Linked DNA regions of Sus scrofa: region 2 is linked to region 1. The links are chromatin contacts, called in public HiChIP or PLAC-seq maps. All regions are on one chromosome and are shown on one strand. Each heading gives the region's core, a stretch centred on a gene start, on an enhancer-like site or on the middle of the called end of the contact. The rest is flanking DNA. Distances are from core to core; before and after follow the strand shown. Region 1 holds the start of P4HA1 (prolyl 4-hydroxylase subunit alpha 1). Region 2 holds the start of PPP3CB (serine/threonine-protein phosphatase 2B catalytic subunit beta isoform).

Region 1 (4,001 bases), core at 422-2,921:
ATAGACTGATTACAGCTTCACTTGAGACAAAGATTTGAGGAAGAGATCTTTGCCTCCTGTGTCAAAGTGCTCCCTGCTGTTTGTTTAGACTAGTGGTTCTGAAACACTTGTTCTCATAATTGTTTCACACTCCTAAAAAGCACTGAGGACTCCAGAAAGCTTTTATGTGGATCATATCATATCTATCAACATTTGCTGTATTAGGAGTAAAACAAACATGCAAAATATTAATTCATTTAAAAACAATAAATAATAAATCTGTTACATGTTAATATAAATAACATTTTTTAATGAAAAATAACCATTTTTCAGAGCAAAAAGAATTTGGTGAGAAGAATGACATTTTACATTTCTGCAAATTTCTTTAGTATCTAGCCTAATAGAAGATTCTCATTCTTCTGCATGCAATCTGTTGCACTATCACAGGACATGTAGTCTCTGGAAAATTCCATTGTTTTTCGATTCAGTATGAAATAATTTTGCCCTGTGAACCTGGAGACCGCACTTTAAGAACTGCTGATTAGTGGGTCACTATATCACTATATTATGTTCCCTAGGGTTCTGAAAAGTACCCCCTCTTTGACTATTGCTGTATCTGTAATAATCAACCCCAACTCCTAGATAAGAGTTAAATGTTAACTATTGCTATGCTTTTTAGCATTCATGGAAAACTTTAGAAAAAACAATTTTTAATGATTACCAAGTCTGAGACAAGTCTTCTCTTTCACGGACACTTTCGCTTTCTTCCCTTTCTCCTTCATTGTCTGCTGCCTGATACTAAAGCTTTCTTTTAGGACGATAATGACTAAGACAAAGGTTGGACTATGACCAAACACAACACTGGATTCCTCACATGCTATAACACAATCTAATATTTACCAAACCCTTTCTGTGTGCTAGGCATGTGCTAAATGCTTTACGCACATTATTTAATTCTCATAACAATCCTAAGAGTTACCTAACGTCATTCGCATTTTGCAAAAGAGGAAGCTGAGATACAGAGAAGTTAATGCCCAGAGTTTTACGAGACTGAGCTGGGAAGTGAACCCAGAAAATTTCCAGAGCGTGCAGTGCACTATCTAGTGATAAAGTATAAAGATAAGCGATAGAGCGAGGTACATATGAGTGTAGGTGAAGGAAGGAGGTTCGTAAAGTAAAAAGCCTCAGGACCAAGACAGCTGAGATACCAAGACATGAGGTACGGTGTTATTTTCCACCCGATTCTTCTTTTCTGCCTTATTTTCTACTCCCATGTTCTTATTCTTATATTTAATATAGTTCCCTGCTGGGAGTTCCGACGTCCCAGCCTGAGGCTGATGGCGTAACCCAGGCGCTAAACAACCTGTTGAAAGGAGTGGGGCAAATCCGGAGTAACCACGGTAACAAGGGCGTGGCGAGGACCCTGCGCAGGCGCGCTACACCACACGCCCGCCCGCCGGCCCCTCCCCTCGGCTCCGGACTTCACCAGCTGGTGGGGAGTCTGGGGCGTGGGACGTGGGCAAAGGGTGGGGGCGAGGGCCTGGGCTGGGCGCCTGCGCAAACGCCTGGGCGCTGGTGTGATCGAGCTCACGTAGCGAGGGTTGCAGTTGCCTCCTCCCTAGCGCTGCCGTCGCGGCCTAGAGGTTATAAAAGGGCTAACTGGCTCCCTCTGCTGCCCAGTCAAGCCACCAGCGGGCTTAGAGAAGGGAGCCGGCTTGACTGAAGGCGGTCGAGGACTGGAGAACGCGCAGCCCTCCCCTGCCACTTCTCAGGTGAGACGCTTCTCCGACCTTGGAGAATGAGGATGAAGTCCTTGGGTAGTCGTTGGCTACTGAGGCTGAAGTTCTTGGGCAGCCGCGGCCCTTCTCGGATGGCTCTGGGGGGTCTGGTCCCTGCCCTCTCTGGTGGGATGGCTCGGGGGCAGGGGTTCCCTGGTTTACTACCGCAGTACCTTCTCCTCTGTACCTTCCCCAGGTCCAGCGCCCCGCGCCTCCTGGTTGTCCCAGAGGCCCTTCCGCCCTCCTCGGTGCTCCCCTTCCCACCTCCTCCCAGATTGGCGTCCCCGACTGTTGGGGCTGCGGCAGCCTCTGTCTCCGCCCCGGGAACCAGTACTTTCTTGAATATTCCTTCCCGAGGAGGGGTAACCCTGTTGATTTTCCCGAGCTCCACTCTTACCTGGTCCTCGCTTGCAAAGCTGACGGGTACGCGACGGTTTTCGGCCTCCAAATCAGCAGATGGTTAGCATGTGGCAGTGGAGAACTGATTTTAAAGCTTAGAGCTCACGCCGAAGCACTCGGGCGTTTTTACCCCGCGGAAGAGTTGTCGGGTCTAGGAAGCGGACATACCCGGGGAAGTTCAGGCTCATCTGTTGCGCGCAGCGGTGCAGCCCGAGCAGTTAGACGTAGCCCCGGGCGGCGAGTTTCGGGCGGCTGGGTAGGGAAGTCGGCTGTCAGATTCTCAGTCAACCGGGAAGCTAGTCTTCTTCCTTCCTTCTGCCACATAAAAATTTTAAAGGTACATGAGCTTCTCTCCCTCCCCACCCCCCTCTGCTCTTTCACAGCAGAATCTGATGCTTTTAAAAGTCCATCAGGAAATCGAATTCTGTGTTTGTGCGAGAACTTTGAGTTAAGCGAATGGCCCCCAGATGTATGTTTTAAGGGGGAGGAAGAGTGGTATCATAAGTATGAGACTATTTCTCCTCAGTCATCGAATGTATTAAATACAGTTCAGTTTTTAGACACTAACGTCTTTGGCGTTCCGACAGAGTGGAGAAGATTCTTGGAATTTTGCACTGTTTGCTTTAAGGGACGAAGAACCTAGATTTCCTTTTAGGAATTGATCTAAAAGGCCAACGAGGCTTGCCAGTTTCAACTTAACTGTTTCTTGTTTCTCTAAGAGCTGTGGCTCTTGGACTTTCCCTTGGAATGCACTCTGAAGGGATGAAATAGTCACTTCTGAGTGGGGGAAGGGAAAGACGTGGCAGCAGTGTTCTTTCATCAACTTTAGGCTCTTTTTTTTTTGATACAGGTTTTGGGAAGAAAGTATTTCCCCTTTTAGATTTAGATGTAGCTTATGAATGAGGCTAGTCTTTATCTAAAATAATAAGAAATATACTGTCCTTGTAGCTGGAACATTGGAATCTAATATATAAAACATTTTAAAGGGATTTTTCTCATCAAGTATCTATGAAAAAAATGGATACCTTAGGCAGGAAATATTTTAGCTGAAAGTCAATAACCTTGAGTATGTTTTGCCTTGATTTAAAATTTGAGTAGACATTCAGTGATTTTTGTTTAACTTTGACTTTTAGCCTGTGAATATAATTTCTAAATCTTAACTGTGAACTTCACATTTTACCTTTTCTTTCTGTGAGAAGTGTAGGTTTTGTCACTTACCTTTAAAAGTCATGTCAGTTTTGGTTTTGGAACATTATGCCTTCAGTCCCTTGGTAGCTGATAGCTGATGCCAAATGCTTCTTTGAGATTGAACTTAGTTACTAGGGAAAGGACTGCTTTGTGTCTTTAGGTGAATAATGCTATTTGATGTCTTTAAATGAGTTGTATTTTGAGGTACTGAAAGCCAGGGACTTTGGTAGGCAGATAATGGTGTTGACCATTTTGTATCTTGGAAACATGTAGTGAAAAAAACAGATGAAAGGCATTCCCTTTCAGTGCAGCAGGTTAAGAATCCAGTGTTATCACTGCAGTGGCTAAGGTTGCTGCTGTGGCATGGGTTCAGTCCCTGGCCCGGGAACTTCCACATATCATGGGCGTGGCCAAAAAACAGATTGAAAAAAATATGCAACACTTAATTACTGCAGAAAAATTTAGACAGTGTAAAATTCTACTAAAAAAATAAAGCATTAGGAAGTTCCCGTTGCGGCTCAGCTGTAATGAGCCCAGCTAGTATCCATGAGGATGCAGGTTTGATCCCTGGCCTCACTCAGTGGGTTAAGAATTCGGCATTGCTGTGAGCTATAGTGTAGGATGTGGATAAGGCTCAGATCCCCAGCTGCTGTGGCT
Region 2 (4,015 bases), core at 27-2,526, 390 kb before region 1:
GGATTCAAACTCCTCTTACAAACTTACTCCTTATCTTTATACTCTTGGGCCCTTCTTCTACAAGTTTGTGATGTGCCTCTTATCCCTTCCTTGATCTCTTCCCATGGCTACCCCTTCCCTTCCCCTATAGGATTATTGCACTTTCATACCAGAAAGATCCATTTTCACCCTGCCTCACTCCCAAATTTATCTACCTCTTAGAAATATCTTGTGGGCTCCCTTTGCAAAGAATACTCACTGGGCATTTCTCTTCTCTTTTACCTCAGGTCTCAGAATCATTGAGACCTAATAAAACGAAGAGGTAGAAAGGTGCTCTTTGACATCTCTGGACAACTGTTTACCTAATTATTAAACATTATGAACATAAGCCCATGCAGTCTTGAGCAGGAGGATGGGCAGGAATTTCTCACGCTAAAGCTTGGATCCTATGTCATCAAGATTATATAGATCTTACTGGACATGCTGGTCTCTGTTCATGATTCAGTACCTCTACTGGAGTCATACGCACACTCTTCATCTAATAATTGTTGCTTGAAGAGTTGGTTCCTGTCCCACTACTCCCTTCTCCATGAATATCTGTCTCTATAAAATTTCCGAAAGTCCTGAGCCCACATTTCTGTATGTATGCACAGAAATACTCTGAGGTTTTTCTAATGAGGAACTAATTTCCTATTTACGCCTCTGTCTTAAAAATCTCTATTTTCTAAATGAATCAAGAGGGAAGCTGTCCTTTTCCGGTGAATTCTGTAGACCCTTTGAACATCTCCTGGTGTCATCCCTTCCTTTCCTCCTGTTTTGACTCAACCCTCGGAGCCTCGTCTGCTGTGGCTGCATTTTTATTCCATGCCTTCCCACTCTTGGCAGTTCCAGCCTATAAACACAGGGTCAGATTCTCTCTCAAACTCCATTTTGAACGCTTGCTTTGCTGTAGAACCTACAAAGCTTCCTCTATTTCTCCTGTCTCTTACCAACCAAAGTACGCAGATCTGGTGGCCAAATTGTTATACGTTTGTTTCTCTATTACTAAGAGATTCTAAGGTTTGATTACGTCTCCCCATATTATTGGAAGCTCCATGAAAGCTGGTGATCCCAAGCACTCATTCACCCCAGCAACTAGCTATAGACAGCAGGTCCTCTCCCTTCTCTTTTATTTCTGCCTGCCCAGAATTTTAACCTGATCCCTTAGCCTCGTCCTGTTTCTCTCCTAGCCTCAGTAATTTTGCCCAAGTCCCTAGAGCCTGCTCCGCCCCCGCCCCCGCACGCGCGGTGCATGCCGGTCTTAGCCCCTCTGTAGGGAAAGAGGGTCCGCCATGTTCCCCGGCGGCGCCGCCGCTTGGCTCTGGTAGCCGCCGCCCCCGCCCCCAACCCCGCCCGGCCCAGCGCCTAGCCGAGCCCCGGGCCCAGCATGGCCGCCCCGGAGCCGGCCCGGGCTGCACCGCCCCCACCCCCGCCCCCGCCGCCCCCTCCCGGGGCTGACCGCGTCGTCAAAGGTGAGAGGTGGACGAAGCCCTGGGGGCCTGGCCTGAGGAGCTGTTGAGGGCGGGCGGGAGACCGTCCCCTCCGGAGCGGGCCCGGAAGGGCGGGCGAGTGACTGGCTGCCTCCCTTGGGGAGTGGCCCCTGGGCGGGCCCCTGCTGGGCTGGGCTGTGGCTCCGAGGTCTCTCGCTTGCCTTGAGGCCGAGGCGGGGGTTTCGCTCTCGAGGTCTCTTAGCTGAAGGGGTGAGGCTACTAGTCGCAGTGAACCCCTTTCTTTTCCAACTCGGCCTGTCAAAGCGGCCCAGAGGCCGCGATTAGCTTCCTGCACCGCGACAGCTGCACGCCTGGCTTGCCGGGCCGGACCGAGGGGTTCGGAGACCTTCAGCCACGCGGGGCTGGGCGATGAGCAGTCAGAAATCACCTCGGCTTTGGCCCACGCCTGCTCCCCAGTGACAGCAGTCCGCCCTCTTCGCGCCTAGTTAGCGCCAGCCGCAGGCTTCGCGCTCGGCCCTCTGGTGTCACCCCGCGCGGAAATTAAGGGAACTATATGGGATTGGACAGGGTGAAGGGACGGGCCAGAATGTGGGGGCCCCAGGCTTGACGTGCAGGATAGATGGGAAAAAAAGGCAGCTTCAAAGAAAAAGCCTCGTGCATAGGAAGAAACATTTGCTTAGAAAACCGTCAACATTCTTTGGTCAAAAACCAAAAAGGGTTACCCCTTCCCTGCAGACAGACACCCACACACTCCCCTTAGAAGAAAAAGTTAGATATTTATCGGCTGGGGCAAGATTTATGGATGTTTAAAGACCACAGGTCAGCAGATTCATTTAAAAGAGAAATTGAGGGCTAATTGAGAGTCGCTTGAGATCTCCATACTCTCTGGGAAAGCCCATCAACTTCAAATACTGCTGTGGAGATGAAAAACAATTTGAAATGATTTTTCTTACCATGTAGCTTGGTCAATAAATTAAAATCATTTTAGAATAAAGTTTTCTCTATTGTATCACGTTTACTTTTGAAACAGATACTTCTATTTGTTTTATTTCATTAAGCTTCTCAAATATTCTGGCACAATGTTTAAACACTGTTAGCCCAGTTTTGGAAATCTGACCAGACATATTTCCATTAAAATATTTAAAAACAAGAAAAACTTTTTCCTTGGTGTTTTTTTTAATTTTTTTTTTCTCTCCAATTTGAGCTTCCTTTAGTAATAACACTGGTTTGTATCTAGTCTTATGTGGATAAAATGAAAAACTTAGTAGTAGTATGTCTTTTCTGGCCAGGCATTGGAATGAGCTCAATAAAGAGTTTATGGAATCCTTGTCCTGAGAAATCTTTTTAAAAAAGAGAAAAAAGGAGTTCCCTTTTGGCCTAGCGGGTTAAGGATCCAGCGTTGTCACTTTCGTGGCTTGGGCTCAGTGCCTGGTCAGGAACTTTTACATTTGGTGGGTGCAGCCTGCCCCGCAACCAAAAAAAAAAAAAGACGAAAGATTGGTGGTTCAGGTGCTCATCCTGTCCTGAAATCCTGACTTTTTAGGGGGTGGGACTAGGAGACATGGGCTCCTTCTTCATTTTTGACTGTATACCTGTGCTGTATTAATTTCCCTGGACGCTTTTGACCCTACTCTTAGGTAGGACAACCAGTCACATTCCTGAACAGTGAGTTTATGCTATTGTTATGCTTGTGAATCTTCTTGTTTCTTGTCATGTATGTAGTAATGTTTCCCCTGTACAGTGAAAATAAGATTCCAAACATAAGCATGTTCCTTAGTGGTGAGTTGTAAATGAAGACACTTGTATTTGCAGTTTATTGGTGTGAAATAAGTCATTTGGCTTAGGTAAGTAGGAGTTTGTTGGTATAGAAAATCATAGTTTAGTAAAGCTTATGGATATATGATCTCATGTGCTTAGTAGTATATTCTCCAAGACAGCTTTCATTTCTTGATGGAATCGTTAGCCAGTTAGATTGTGCAGCAGACCAGTTTGCACCCTCATGGAATCTCTGACTTCCTTGGAGGTTACTGGGAAACTTACCTTTCATACAGAAATCTGCTCTTAGATTTCATCTTCAAGCTTCTTGTCTTTGTCATTCAGTAATTATACTACACTGTTGCATTTGATGACAGGTAACAGTTTACTGAAGAAATATGATCATAGTGCTAGTTCAGTTTAACTTATTAAAATCCAGATTACTTTTAAGTCCAGTATGCGCTAGTTTTGTATCAGTATTACTTCATAGTAGTGATGTTATGGAGAACATCTTTGATGTTGAATACATGTGGTCTTTTACTCCTTGAAACTTTTCCTTGTTGTCTCATTTTTATGCTTTTACACTTCTAGTTAGGAGGCCCATAGTTTATGGTCACATAGATTTTGAAGGGGAAATAGATACTTCTGTGTTTAATATCAGATGTCTGAAACTCACTTCATGTGAAGTTCGAGATCTTGGAATGCTGTAGGTGATTCATGTATAAATTATCCACTGAAATTGTTAGTGGTAATTCCATATCCCAGATTATGGGTGATTAGGTTTCCTGATT

Evidence for each region. HiChIP or PLAC-seq counts read pairs in DNA pulled down with a chosen protein or histone mark.
Region 2: an H3K27ac HiChIP or PLAC-seq map of alveolar macrophages shows a contact between it and region 1. The contact joins the promoter of PPP3CB here to the promoter of P4HA1 in region 1. A contact is called at or near these places in 2 of 47 Hi-C or Micro-C datasets (embryonic fibroblasts and liver) and 1 of 2 datasets of contacts at active chromatin or transcription factors (alveolar macrophages).

Annotation. Positions count from the first base shown.
Region 1 is chr14:75,916,572-75,920,572 of Sscrofa11.1, reverse strand. P4HA1 (prolyl 4-hydroxylase subunit alpha 1) reads left to right here and starts at 1,671. Exons shown (of 15, transcript NM_001097435.1): 1 at 1,671-1,751. It overlaps NUDT13 (nucleoside diphosphate-linked moiety X motif 13), which reads right to left and starts at 2,517. Exons shown (of 12, transcript XM_021074324.1): 1 at 2,155-2,517.
Region 2 is chr14:76,302,606-76,306,620 of Sscrofa11.1, reverse strand. PPP3CB (serine/threonine-protein phosphatase 2B catalytic subunit beta isoform) reads left to right here and starts at 1,276. Exons shown (of 23, transcript XM_021072583.1): 1 at 1,276-1,490. The coding sequence starts at 1,406. LOC110256628 (a long non-coding RNA gene) reads right to left here. Exons shown (of 2, transcript XR_002338398.1): 1 at 1,478-4,015.